Regions from separate parts of the Oryctolagus cuniculus genome. Here region 2 is linked to region 1. The links are chromatin contacts, called in public Micro-C maps. All regions are on one chromosome and are shown on one strand. Each heading gives the region's core, a stretch centred on a gene start, on an enhancer-like site or on the middle of the called end of the contact. The rest is flanking DNA. Distances are from core to core; before and after follow the strand shown. Region 1 holds the start of SELENOF (selenoprotein F). Region 2 holds the start of SH3GLB1 (SH3 domain containing GRB2 like, endophilin B1).

What was found. Hi-C and Micro-C count contacts between places; a contact is called where the count stands out from the background.
Region 2: a Micro-C map of ear pinna shows a contact between it and region 1, with 5 times the contacts expected there. The contact joins the promoter of SH3GLB1 here to the promoter of SELENOF in region 1. A contact is called at or near these places in 2 of 6 Hi-C or Micro-C datasets (ear pinna and an unstated tissue).

The regions. Positions count from the first base shown.
Region 1 is chr7:84,223,559-84,229,982 of mOryCun1.1, reverse strand. It overlaps SELENOF (selenoprotein F), which reads right to left and starts at 3,237. Exons shown (of 5, transcript NM_001256960.1): 1 at 3,139-3,237. The coding sequence starts at 3,213. It overlaps HS2ST1 (heparan sulfate 2-O-sulfotransferase 1), which reads left to right and starts at 3,753. Exons shown (of 7, transcript XM_002715521.5): 1 at 3,753-4,297. The coding sequence starts at 4,174.
Region 2 is chr7:84,410,136-84,416,559 of mOryCun1.1, reverse strand. It overlaps SH3GLB1 (SH3 domain containing GRB2 like, endophilin B1), which reads left to right and starts at 2,697. Exons shown (of 10, transcript XM_051857528.2): 1 at 2,697-3,137. The coding sequence starts at 3,066.

The DNA.
Region 1 (6,424 bases), core at 1,988-4,487:
GTGGGAGGGCAGGTATGGTGGGAAGAATAACTATATTCCTAAAGTTGTACTTATGAAATTTGTATTCCTTAAAAAATAAATAATAATAAAAAAAGAAATTAGAAAACCCTGAAAAGAACCCAGGAGAACAACTGATCACGACTGAAGCACACTGAAAGACTCCTAACAGAGTTCAGGTATAGGAAGACTTTCTGGAGGAAACGATTTCTCAGCTGAGAACCTGGAGGGTTAGAGCGGAAGTATAAGATAATCATGATTTTGATGTGAGTTGAGGAGAGTATGGGAAGCTGGGAAGCAGCTTCTAGGTAATGGGAGCAACAAGTTCAAAAGCCTGGTGAGGAAGAAGAAGTGTAAGAAATAAACTAAAACAAATGGCCCTAATTCTCCATTTCATTTTTTTCCCCTTTATCACTAGAGATAACTACTGGGAAATAAGCCGGGATAGACAAACAAGTGCTTTGTTAAAGAAATGTTAAAAGGATGGATTTTTACCATAAAAACAGGGAGCTGTTGAAGTTTTAGGCTTGGTAGATTTGTATGTTAGGATTACACAGGGTGGGGGTGGATGTTTGGTGCAGTCACTTGGGATGCCCACATCCTGTACTAGTTTTGTGGGTTCAAGTCCTAGCTCCACTTCAGCTTTCTGGGAGGCAACAGGTGATGGCTCAATAATTTGAGTCCCTGCCACCCTTGTGGGAGACCCAGATTGAGTTTCTGGCTCCTGGGGTTTGGCCTGACTCAGCCTCACCCTGGCTGTTGTGGGCATTTATAGAGTGAACCAGAGGATGGAGGGCCTCTGTATCTGTCTCTCTGCCCTTCAACTAGATTAAAAAACAAAACAAGATAAAACTCCAGATGCATTGCAGAGACTGGAAATCAGTGAAGGGAAGTTGTTGTGGTAATTCCAGGTAAGCCCTGATGGTGGTTTGAATTTAAGTACTATCTATGGAAACAGAATTAAGTGGTCTGGCCTGGAGATTTTGAAGGGCTTAATGACTAACTGAATTCAGAGAGTGGGAGGAAAAAGAACCTAAATGATAAATTTCTGGCTTGCTCAATCGGGAAGCTGGCAAAGCCAACCATTTAGATTCTGACTATAGACAGAGATAATTCAAAGGATGAATCAGGAGGCTGTTGTTTCTAAGGAGAGAGATGTTGGTGGCCTGAATGAGGGATCTGAGAGATATTAAGCAAGCAAAATAAATCAGATTTGGTAACTGCCTGGACAAGAAATATGTAAAGGAAGGAAGGAATCAGATGACACCTGATGACACCTAAGTTCTGGCTTGGATTCTGTGCATAGTCACTCGGGTACACTGGTTAATGGCCATAAATTCTTCCTCTTTTGATATACACAATTCTTTGCAAAGTAACTTTCCCTACCCTTGAAATATGGGTGGGTCTGTTTTGAAAGACAAATATTTGCTTTGACAAATATTTGGCAGAAGAGATAGAAGAGGGTACTTTAAAAAGTTCATGGAAAATGCATATTATGAAAAAGCCATGCATGAGTTTCAAAATTCTCTGCATCAAAATAAACATCTTTTAATTTCATTTTCCCATTAACTTTTTGAAGCGTCTTTTGAAAAGCAGAAGAGAAGAGAAGAGAAAGAGACTGACCTTCCATTTGCTGGTTTACTCCCCAAATGGCTGCAACAACCAGGTCTGGGCCAGACTGAAGCCAGGAGCCAGGCACTCCATCCCAGTCTCCCATCTGGGTGGCACGGGCCCAAGTACATGGGCCGTGTTCTGCTACCCTCCCAGGTGCATTGGGCAGGAAGCTGAATCAGAAGCAGAGCAGCTAGGACTCTAAGGGGTGTGTCAGCATCGCAAGTGGCAGCTTAACCGGCAGTGCCACAGTGCTGACCATCAGCTTTTGCTTTTCGGAGCACTGCCACGAAGAGAAGCTGTTCTAGCCTACTGTAGGATGAGAGGTCACATGGATGAGATCCAAGTCTCCCCAGCTGACAGCTCGAACTATGAATGGGGTATCTTTGGACTTTCCAGGGCACAGTGCATAAGGGAGCCCAGATGAAATCAACAGAGGACTTGACAGAATGACCACTGACTTAAGTCACTAAGTTTTGGGAGGTTACATAGCCACAAACAAGTGAAAGTTATGAGATAGTAAAATTAGGAGAGGGCAACCTGAAATGTTACTCCTTTTGTCTCCCATGGTGGTAGTGATGAACTCAAATGACCTAACAGGAGTTCAGGCAGGGGTGTTCCAGTAATTTCTAAAGCATCAAAAAGTCTAAAAAATGGAGTACTGGACTGGAATGTTAATTACAGAAGTTGGGGCCGGGTAACAAAAGTAAAAAGGCAGGATAGTTTCACATTCCTTGATGAAAGAAAAGCAGAGATGTTTATAGAGGCCTATGTACAGTCCTTAACTCCACCCACATCTGGGATACATCAGTTAAACCAGATCTCCCAGGAGAAAACTTTTCAGCAGGCTTAATGGAGAACACTTGACGAATTAAGACGAGCTAACAAACGTAAAAGCTCTCGCCAGTAAAATTTTATCCTTCATATAGCAACATACATTGCAAACTATGAGGAGTTAACCAAGATTTACTTGTTTCGTGCATGAAAATAAATCAAAATCAGGACTTCTCCTTTCCAAGATTAAGAACTCATCTATTTTGGTAATAGGAAAAAACGAAATAAAACTGCCAGATTTTAAACGGGATTACTGCTCGAGAGAGTTTAAAAAAAAAAAAAAACAACAGAAATCGTTAGCCAGGAGCGAACACTTGAGGGCTTTCCTCTCAGGGGAGCTCCATCATAAGGATACTCCCTAGCGTTTTTGTTGCTTGAAAAGTCTTCACTTCTTCCTAAGCCTTACTGCTTCCCCTCCCCGCAGTGTGATTCAGATTGTTTCAGCTAGAGTTAAGAGAAGCCCCCAAGACGGTCTGAAGTCAGAAGACGCCGCTAGCAAAATCAAAGCGAGGAAGGACAAGCAAGCATCAACCAAGGAATTAAGCCACGTCGCATTCCGGCAGCAGCAGTCACTGAGGAAACCCCATCTTCCGTCCTTTTCCAGCGTGGATCCCAAACAGGCTCGAATGTTCCTCCTCCTTCTCTGCAATCCTTCCTACCCGCCCCGGAGCAGCCACGGAGGAGATCCACACTCACCGCTTGAAGCACGGTGGCCAACAGCAACCGTAGCCCAAACGCCGGGCCCAGCCCTCCACCAGCCCCAGTCGCCATCGTTACCCTCTCGGCTCTGTCTCGGGCTGCCCAGAGGACCCCTCAGCTGGGGCGTCCACACTACAGCCTGATCCGTGACAGCCCGCTAAAGGCCGTTGCCACCGAAACTCTTGTTCTGAAGGGACGCGTGTTAACTCGGGGTATATGAAAACTTAAAGGTGATCAAATATCAAGACAGTCGCCGGGTGCTTTGGATTACCCAAATCAGGCACTTTTCTAAACTCCCCACTTCTGTGCTTCCCCGGGATCCTTTCATTCACGACATTTCGTCAGGCAGCCAGGAGGCCCCGCCTTCTCCAGTTTAAGCCCTGCCTCCGTCCCCAAGTTTACCCAATCGAATGCGGCCTTGATTGAGCCCTGTGGCGGAGGAAGCCAACCGTAAATCGAACCGAGGGCCAAGAGCAGGGACTCTTCGGACCAATAAGCACAACCGCGCAGGAGGACGGGGTGGGGCCTCTGGTTGCCGAGCAGCGTACGTGGATGCGTGCGCGTGGTGGCGGAGGGGGGATGGGCGGGGACTTGGCGGGGGCGGGGCCGAGGGCGGCGCAGCCGCAGCCGCAGCGCTGGTGTAGGAGCGCGCGGCCGCGAGCGAAGGAGGGAGGGAGGGAAGGAAGGAAGAGAGGGAGGCGGGCAGGCAGGCGGGCGCGGAGGTCGGGGATTGAGGCTGTGGAGGGAGGCGAGAGCCCGGCAGCCGCTTCGCGCAGGGTTTGCTGCGCGGGCTTTTGGAGGGGGCGGCCGTTGAGTCGGCTGACGAGAAGCGGGCACCGGCGGCGCTAGTGCTGGCGCCTGGGGGCGGGGGGACCGGAGAGGCGAGAAGGGGGGTCGCTGCGGTGGTGCTCTGGCTGTCGCGCTCTCCTTGCCTGGCTGCCGGCTCGGTGGGCTCCTCCCGGCGTTTCCCTCGCCTCTGGGGCCCCGCTCCCCGCCCTCCGCGGTATGTCTTGATCCCGAGCAGCGGGTTTCATGGGGCTCCTCAGGATTATGATGCCGCCCAAGTTGCAGCTGCTGGCGGTGGTGGCCTTCGCGGTGGCGATGCTCTTCTTGGAGAACCAGATCCAGAAGCTGGAGGAGTCCCTGTCGAAGCTAGGTGAGGAGCAGAGCCGCTCCGCGCTGAGTGCTGTGGACGGGGCTGGGCCGGGGGGCACTGCAGCCCGAGCAAGTGGGCGTTCGTGCAGCCCGGGGTCTGGTTCGCGGGCTGGGAGAGGTTTCCAAGAGAACACAAGCTCCTAGAATGGGGTGACTTGAGCTTGAGTGGCGTGCTGGACTCGCGAGGTCACGGGGCAGAGGTTGCAGGGCTGGGCTTCGCGGAGCCCCAGGGCTGCCCCCGAGTAGGCATTCCGGAGAGAGGGCGAGAGAAGCCCCAACTCAGAGGGAAGAGGTGGCCACGCTCAGCCTTGCTCGGGCAGAGCGCCTCGGCAGTGTCGGAGAGGGGTATTCCAGTTTCGTGTATGGGAACTCGGGCACAGCTTCTTTTGGAGGATGGGGGAGGACCGGTGGTCGTGCAGGAATATTGGTGCGCAGCAATGGAAGGAGGCGCCGGTAATGATGGGGAGGGGGCAGTCAGGGAAACAAGCTGCCGTGAGTTGCACTCCGGTCCCGGGGGAGCGAGGGACCGCCCCACAGGCGGTCGAGGTAGGCTGGCCAGGTAGGGCAGGCTAGCGAGGGAAGAGCTTCAGGGCAGTTCTGAACGAGGGTCCGGGGACTGCGATCTGTTTTAGTGGCGCCGAACTGGTTCATGTGGGCTCCAGAACAGGGATGTGCACGTATGTTGCTTCGCGGCAGCGTTGATGTGAATTTAGAAGAGGGAATGCCGAAGGGGAACTGTGTAGTGAGGTTTACTATTGGAAAGTAAGGTTACACGGTAAACATTTAAGTACCTTGAAGAGTTAACAGTGCTTTAATGGGCGAAGGAGTCTGAAGTGCAAAAAGTTGACGTGTGAAGTTGTGAAAGGACAGAAAAAAGCATAGATAATAGATTCTTTCGATTTAGTATGGAACTGGCATTTGGAAGGGCTCGGTGTGGAGAGCGAATAGTCAGAGAATGACAGTGACCAATTTTGAGTTAAAAATGCACATGGCACTTAAATCAGCTCAAGAGGCTGTCATTTGAATCTGGAAAGACAGTGCAAGGTAAGGGATTGCATGCACTTGCACCTCGGCACCCTTCTAGATACGTTTTGAGAAACAAGCAAACAAATCCCTTCAGCGATATTATTTAGACTAAAGAGTAACTTTGGGAAACAACTAAGTGCTGCTGTGCTGTTTAATTTTTAGGGAATAATTGCAGTTTTGTACGCAGTAGCTATAGCTAGCTGTTTCCAGAGACTTTGCAATTGTCTTGAAATTTTGAAGAGCAGTGTATCAAAGAGTATCTAATAAATATGATTGAAGTGCAGCTATGTTTGAGGGAAGATCAAAAGAGATACTAATCCTTACTAATGCTGGGGCAAAAATTTGAAAAGATATACAGTTTATTTACTCTAATTTTGTTACTGTGCCTTGTAAGATGGGAAAATGTTCACTTAAATAGTAAAGGTTGTCCAGTATACTTTTTCTTTTCATTTGAATCCATTCATCAGCATTCAGAATCATGTTCTGGTCACATTAATGATCCAGCTTTACAGAAAAAAATGATTCCTCATAGAGGAAGTTGGAAGTTGTATTAAAATTTGTACCTGTTGTTTATTGTATTGCTATTTGGAATTCTCTGGGGTTAATTTCTCCAGAACATCATGGTGGGGTTAGCATTGTTTACATTTTTTATTTTAATCATCTAAGTTTTTTTCTGTAACACTTGAAGGGGTTTCCATAGATACAACCTGAGCTTTTTTTTTTTTTTACAGTTATTTTAAGCTGTAGAAAGCCACAGGTAGAACATACTATGCTTTCTTGTAAATTTTTTGCAAACAAGGAAATTCCATCAGAAATAGAGTGCATTAGAATAAATAATTCCATTAGAAATAATAAATATATGTTAAAATGAATCTCAAAACTAATTCAAGGAAATTAATACCTCAAGTATGAAACTGGAAGTATTTTCATCTGGAAATGCAAAAGCATGGCAAGTAAAAATGTATAACTTTGTTTCTATTAGCAGTCATTTGATTTTCTTTTTAAAGTCTTGGAAAAGGCAAGGAATGATAAGAGAGAGATTGCCAGTTGGTAGTCTGACCTCTTAGGAAAGAAACGCAGGTGGCTTATTTTGACAATCAGA
Region 2 (6,424 bases), core at 1,448-3,947, 190 kb before region 1:
TAGTCAGATGACAACACCTGAGGCACCTCTTCCTCTGAAATATTTGGCAATGATGGGGGAAGGAGTGTGAGAGATCTGAGACAGAAATAAACAAATCTGGACTAGTGTTGAGGCACGGCAGGTTAAGCTGCTACCTGCAGTGCCGTCATTCCATAGGAGCGTCAGTTGGAGTCCCCACTTCTCCAGTTTCAATCTAGCTCCTTGCTAATGCACCTGGGAAAGCAGTGGAAGATGGCCCAATTACTTGGGTCCCTGCCACCCACATGGGAGACCTGGATGGAGTTCCAGGTTCCTGGCTTCATCCTGGCCCAGCCCCAGCCATTGTGGCCACTTGGGGAGTGAACCAGGAGATGTAAGATCTCCCTCTCTGTCTCTTCCTCCCTCTGTAACTCTGCCTTTCAAATAAATAAGTAAATATTTTAAGAAAAGAAAAGAAGCAAATTTGGTTGAAGGAAATCCTGCCAAATCATTTGTTGATGTATATCTTCTCTATACTGAGAAATTAAAAGTTAGGAATGATGGTATATGAGAATAAGACAGGCATCTTGAGAGTAGCAAAAAGTATTATAGCTTATAAAGGACGCAAAAGGAAAAAGCAAAGTCTTTTACAAGTCTGAGAATATCTAAACACTTGAAGAAGTGGATCCAGGGTTCTTTCCCCTAATGGAAGACTTGGTGATGAGATCCTTTTATAGAGAGGGGTGTAAGTTATGGCAGATATACCTGAAGACAGAGATTTGATGAGAAGGTATTTTTCCACATAAAGATGAAAAATAGACAATAAATGAAAAACGGGACTTCGGATTATATATTTCCTTTTCCACATTTCTGGAGAAAATATGTTGAGTTGAAAGAAGGAGTATTTCAAGTCTGGGAGATTCTATTGTATTGTAAGTATGTTAAAAGGTGGCTGTTTCTGTCACCACAACAAATAATACATCTATTTAGATGTTATCTGTTTGTCCTTACAACGTTTTCACTGCACTCATCTTTTTTTTTTTTTTTTTTTTTTTGACAGGCAAGTGGACAGTGAGGGAGACAGAGAGAAAGGTCTTCCTTTGCCGCTGGTTCACCCTCCAATGGCTGCCGCGGCTGGTGCACTGCAGCCAGCGCACCGCGCTGATCCGATGGCAGGAGCCAGGTACTTATCCTGGTCTCCCATGGGGTGCAGGGCCCAAGCACTTGGGCCATCCTCCACTGCACTCCCGGGCCACAGCAGAGAGCTGGCCTGGAAGAGGGGCAACCGGGACAGAATCCGGCGCCCCAACCGGGACTAGAACCCGGTGTGCCGGCGCCGCAAGGTGGAGGATTAGCCTAGTGAGCCGTGGCGCCGGCCTGCACTCATCTTTCAACCTTTATGAGCAGCAACTGCTTCTATAACCGCTGTTTCAGTAAAATTCTGAAGCCTGAATGCCAGCTCACTTCACTGCTTACTGGGCCTACATTTTCCCAGCCACATTAAATCCAAAGGGCATCACCCCACAAAAACCAGCGAGGGTTTTCTTATTCTTGAGATACAGCAATGCATCTCCTTCCATGTTTGTATCTGTCTTACTTTGTTCTAGCACAGGCTGTTAACATAGGCTATAACTGCTTAGGAAGTTACTGGGGATGCAAGGATTGTGAACTTCACAATCTTACTTAATGGTTAACACTAGTCAGGCTGCATTGTTATTAAGACTACCCTAAGTCACTCACCATTTTACATTTCTTTGCCGCTTTCACCAGGCCCTTTGTGTCCCCAGCATGTGCTTTGTGTGCTTGGCACACAGTGTGCACCTGTGTGGCTCTGTAATTCAGCAAGTGCCTCAAGAGAGACCTAAAGTCCCTGAAGCAGGCTGGCGCCATGGCTCACTTGGCTAATCCTCTGCCTGCGGCGCGGGCACCCTGGGCCCGGTTCTAGTCCCAGTGCTCCTCTTTCAGTCCAGCTCTCTGCTGTGGCCCGGGAGTGCAGTGGAGGATGGCCCAAGTGCTTAGGCTCCTGTGCCCACATGGAGTGCAGGAGACTAGGAAGAAGCACCTGGCTCCTGGCTTGGAATCGGCACAGCGCTGGCCATAGCGGCCATTTGAGGAGTGAACCAACAAAGGAAGACCTTTCTCTCTGTCTCTCTCTCTCACTAACTCTGCCTGTCCAAAAAGAAAAAAAAGAGTCACAGGGCTTCTGCTGGGAGTGGGGAGGTTTTCAAAAGTCAAGTAACCGGACTGAGCGCTTGACAGTGCCTTCTTCAGTGTGGTGTCTTCAGCACCTGACTCAGAGCCTGGTGCACAGTAGGTACTCAATAATGCTGAATGAATCGGCTACAGTCCCCATGGGGACATTAAATTGAACTCTATTATGAAGAGGTGAGCTGAGTGCCATCCAAGCCTCGCGGACCAGCGGCACACCCAGCTGCTACAAGATGACCGAAGCCTGTTCTAATTTCATAGATATTGCAATTCTATTCTGTAATTACATGTTTTCTCGTTCAGGAGGTGGAAAAAAAAAAAAAAGAGGAATCTTGGTTGTCTGCGCTCCCGGTTCTTTGATGTTGAAGGCAAACGCGCAGAGCGCTGGGACCCCCTCCACAGCAGTCCCTCCAGCCTGGCAGGCCCAAAGCGGGAGGAGCTCCCGGCACGCCCCGCGGCGGAGCCGCCGCGAGCCTCAAGGGGTCGCTGTTCCCGCGATAACTTCGGGAAAGGCTCCGCCCCGCGGCCGGCGCTTCGCTCGCTTCCTCCGACGGGGGCCCGGCCCCACAAGGCAGGGACGCCCGTCGGCCTGCAGCTCGGCCCCCGCGACCTGCGCGGACGTTGGCGGCCCCACTCCCGGCTGGACGCGCTCTACTTCCCGGCCGCCGCCGCCGCAGCCCGGGAGCGCAGCCTGTTCTGAAGCGCTGGTACTCGATCCTCGCCCCACCCTCCGCCTCCCCCTTCGCGGAAACGACAGCTGCGGCGGCGGCGGCGCTGGCGCCACCTCCCTCCACCTACCACGTCTGCCCCCGCCGCTCTCGCCCGGCGCCCCAGCCCGGCCTCGGCGCCACCGCCTCCCCGCTAGGTCAGCCGGCGGCTCCGCCCGGCTGCCTCCCGGGATGAACATCATGGACTTCAACGTGAAGAAGCTGGCGGCCGACGCAGGCACCTTCCTCAGTCGGGCCGTGCAGGTACCACAGTGGTTGGGGGCTGGGGGGGGTGGGGGGTGGGAAAGGGTGGCGGCGTCCGAGGGGGGACCTGGGAGGGGCCCCCGAGCGCCCAGCCCGAGGAGGCGGCGGCCGCCCGGCGGCATTGCTGCGGCCGAGGCTCGGGCGATGGGCGCGGCCTGGTGCCCCTACGGTCCCGCTGGGCGTTTTCCTCCTCGCTCCTCTCCAACCGCCGCTCTGGGGCAGCGAGACGGGGTGGGGACGGGGCCTGAACCTCCCTCCCGCCCCTGGAGGACACCTTGAGTTCACCTCGGGTCGAGGCGCTGCCCTGGCCGCCCGGGTGAGCCCCTCCCGGGGCCGGCGGCGCCTGGCGAGCGCGGCGGGTACGAGCGCCGCAGACCATTGGGGCGCCACCCCCACGCTTTCCTTTCGCCTCTGGCCCTCCCTGCCGAATCCGAGAAGGGAGTTTCCTCTTCCAGCCCCTCAACCCAGAGAACTCTGCCAAGGCAGTTCCCTCCAGCCCTCTGTCTTCCTGAAAGGACTGTCCCTGGGCTTGGCAGCCCCCGGGGGAGGGAGGGGCGGAAATGCACATCGCCAGTTGGCGTCCAAACTTTGCCAGGGCCAAGAGACCCAGAGTTTGGGGTTCTCGTTGTGCAAACTCAGCTGGGGAGTAAGGAGAGGGGTGGGGGGAAGATTGACGTGGTGTCCGGAGCCGCAGTGGCATGCTTGATACACTTGAAGGGGAACTATAGACTGACTAGCTCTGGGAATGCTGCAATCAAGGACGTGTCAGTACCAGGGAGCTTAGCTTTCTACAGACGTCATCCGCATTGTGCTAAGTCAGTTACATCCAGGAACAGATGTAAATTTCACAACATGGTTGTAAACAATCTGCTGTTTAAGCTAATAACACAGTCACAGTAGCAGCAGCATTCTCTTTTGTAAAGAGAAAATGAAATTAATTTCTCACACGCATACTGAAATGTCAAACCTGTCCCATTGCTTTACTACATTCCTGTCTCCTTTACCTCAGTTTTGGCACAGTTGCTTCTAACATTGCACTGGTCTCACCAAAAGCATGCAAGAGCCAGAGCAAGGTAATAACTGCCTATGTTATGAAACACTTGTATGTATGTCAAGTAGTTCGCTGTTCATTTGACTAACTCCCTTCAGTCCTTTCCATAGCTTTGCCAGGTAGGTGTTACTAACCCCCTTTTATGTCTAAGGAAGCAGCCTCGGAGAGGTTCAGTAACTTGCCTAACTTGCACGGGTAGTAAACAACTGGTTGCCATCTGGCCTACTACTGCCAACTAATTTCTCTATCTGAATAAGCCGTTGCAAGTTTAAGATACATGGAAATAGAATGCTGTGGCCTAGAGAGACTTTAAATATAAGGTAGCATGATGTGTTTCAATAACAGCAACAAATAACACTGAAGAAATGAGAAATTCCTCCTAGCTTTTGATTTCGAATTCCAAAATCTCTGTGATAATAAACTACCCATCTTAAGTCTTCTACCTCTTCTTCCCTAAAATATTAAGTATAATGTAAAGACATTGAACTTTTATAGTTAAAATACTTTCTTGATTTCAATTAGCCTGTTTCCAATAGTTCAAAAACATGGTGCAAGGGGAGTGAATGATAGAGGGTCTGAGATGAATTTTGATTTCTGAGACACTTAGAATTAACATTGCTGACAATAAAGGACTAGAGCCTTCCATATTTTTTGCTGTGGTGCCATTACCTGTGATTTTATATCCTTGGTGCAGATTTGACACTATACAATGCTTTATATGACCCATGCTACTTAAATAGGACACATTTCTGGAATTTAGTGTGATTTAAATTGTTGGTAGATAGAATTTTAAAAAGTAAATCTACCAAAGATCGCAAAGAGTATACCTCCTCAATTGAATCTTAATGATTCTTTCCATCTCTTTAGGGAAAAGTTTTTTCATTCTGTCCTAATCTGTTAGCTGTCAATTTTCTTTTTGGTCTTACATACTTAAGTGCCTAGTCCATCTCTTCCATCACTATTCTGGACACTGGTGATACAGCAGGAAATACAATCAGTAAAGGATCTTCCTTCCTAGAGCTTACATTCTGGCAGAAAATAAACTTGTAAATACATCAGATGATAGAGGAAAAAAAGCCAGAAGAATAAGGTAATAGGCAAAGTGGTGGTTGTTGCTATGTTGTGTAGCTAGGATGGTCAGGGCAAGGCTTTCTGATAGGATGAAATACAGAGAGACCTCAAACAAGTATAATAGAGTCTTCTTTCCTCTCCTCTCCTCCCCTCTCCTCTCCTCTCCCCTCCCCTCTCCTCTCCTCTCCTCTCCCCTCCCCTCCCCTCCCCCTCCCCCTCCCCCTCCCCCTCCCCTCCCTCCCTCCCTCCCTCCCTCCCTTCCTTCCTTCCTTCCTTCCTTCCAGAAGCATTTGAGGGCAGAAGGAACAAGTGCAATGACTGAAGTTGCATAGGTACTGGGGCAACTGGTTAGGGAACTGTCGTCATATGGGACAGGTAAAAATATGACTTAGATGACAGTGGTAGAGGGGAGTTTCAAAATCTGTATTGGCTGTCAGATTGGCTCTCTGGTGTGAAAGACAAGTCAAGGATGACGCCAGGATTTTGACTTGAATCGTTTATAAAAAGGGAGAAATGTCTGGAGAAAGGGATTTCCTTAAACATGTCCCCCTTAAAAAAATTAAAATTTTTAAAAATTTATCTGAGAGGGCCAGCACCGTGGCTCACTTGGTTAATCCTCCACCTGCGGCACCAGCATACCATATGGGCCCCGGGTTCTAGTCCCGGCTGCTCCTCTTCCAGTCCAGCTCTCTACTGTGGCCCAGGAAGGCAGTGGAGGATGGCTCGAGTGCTTGGGTGCCTGCACCCGCGTGGGAGACCAGGAAAAGCACCTGGCTTCTGGCTTTGGATCGGCGCAATGCTGGCCATAGCAGCCATTTGGGGGGTGAACCGACGGAAAAGAAGACCTTTCTCTCTGTCTCTCTCATTGTCTAACTCTGCCTGTCAAAAAATTAATTAATTAATTAATTTGTTTATTTATCTGAGAGACACCTACTGGTTCACTCTCCAAATGCCTATAGGGGCAGGCTGAAGCTAGTTAGCAGAAACTCAATCTAGGTTTTCCACATGAGTAGCAGAAACCCAATTTTTGGGGCCATCACTGCTGCCTTCCAAGATCTGAATTAATAGGAGGCTAGAATCAAGAGCCAACGCCAAGAAAGCCAAGAATCGAACAAGTCCAGTGACACTAGAGTAGGACACAAGCACCCTGACCACTAGGCTTAAT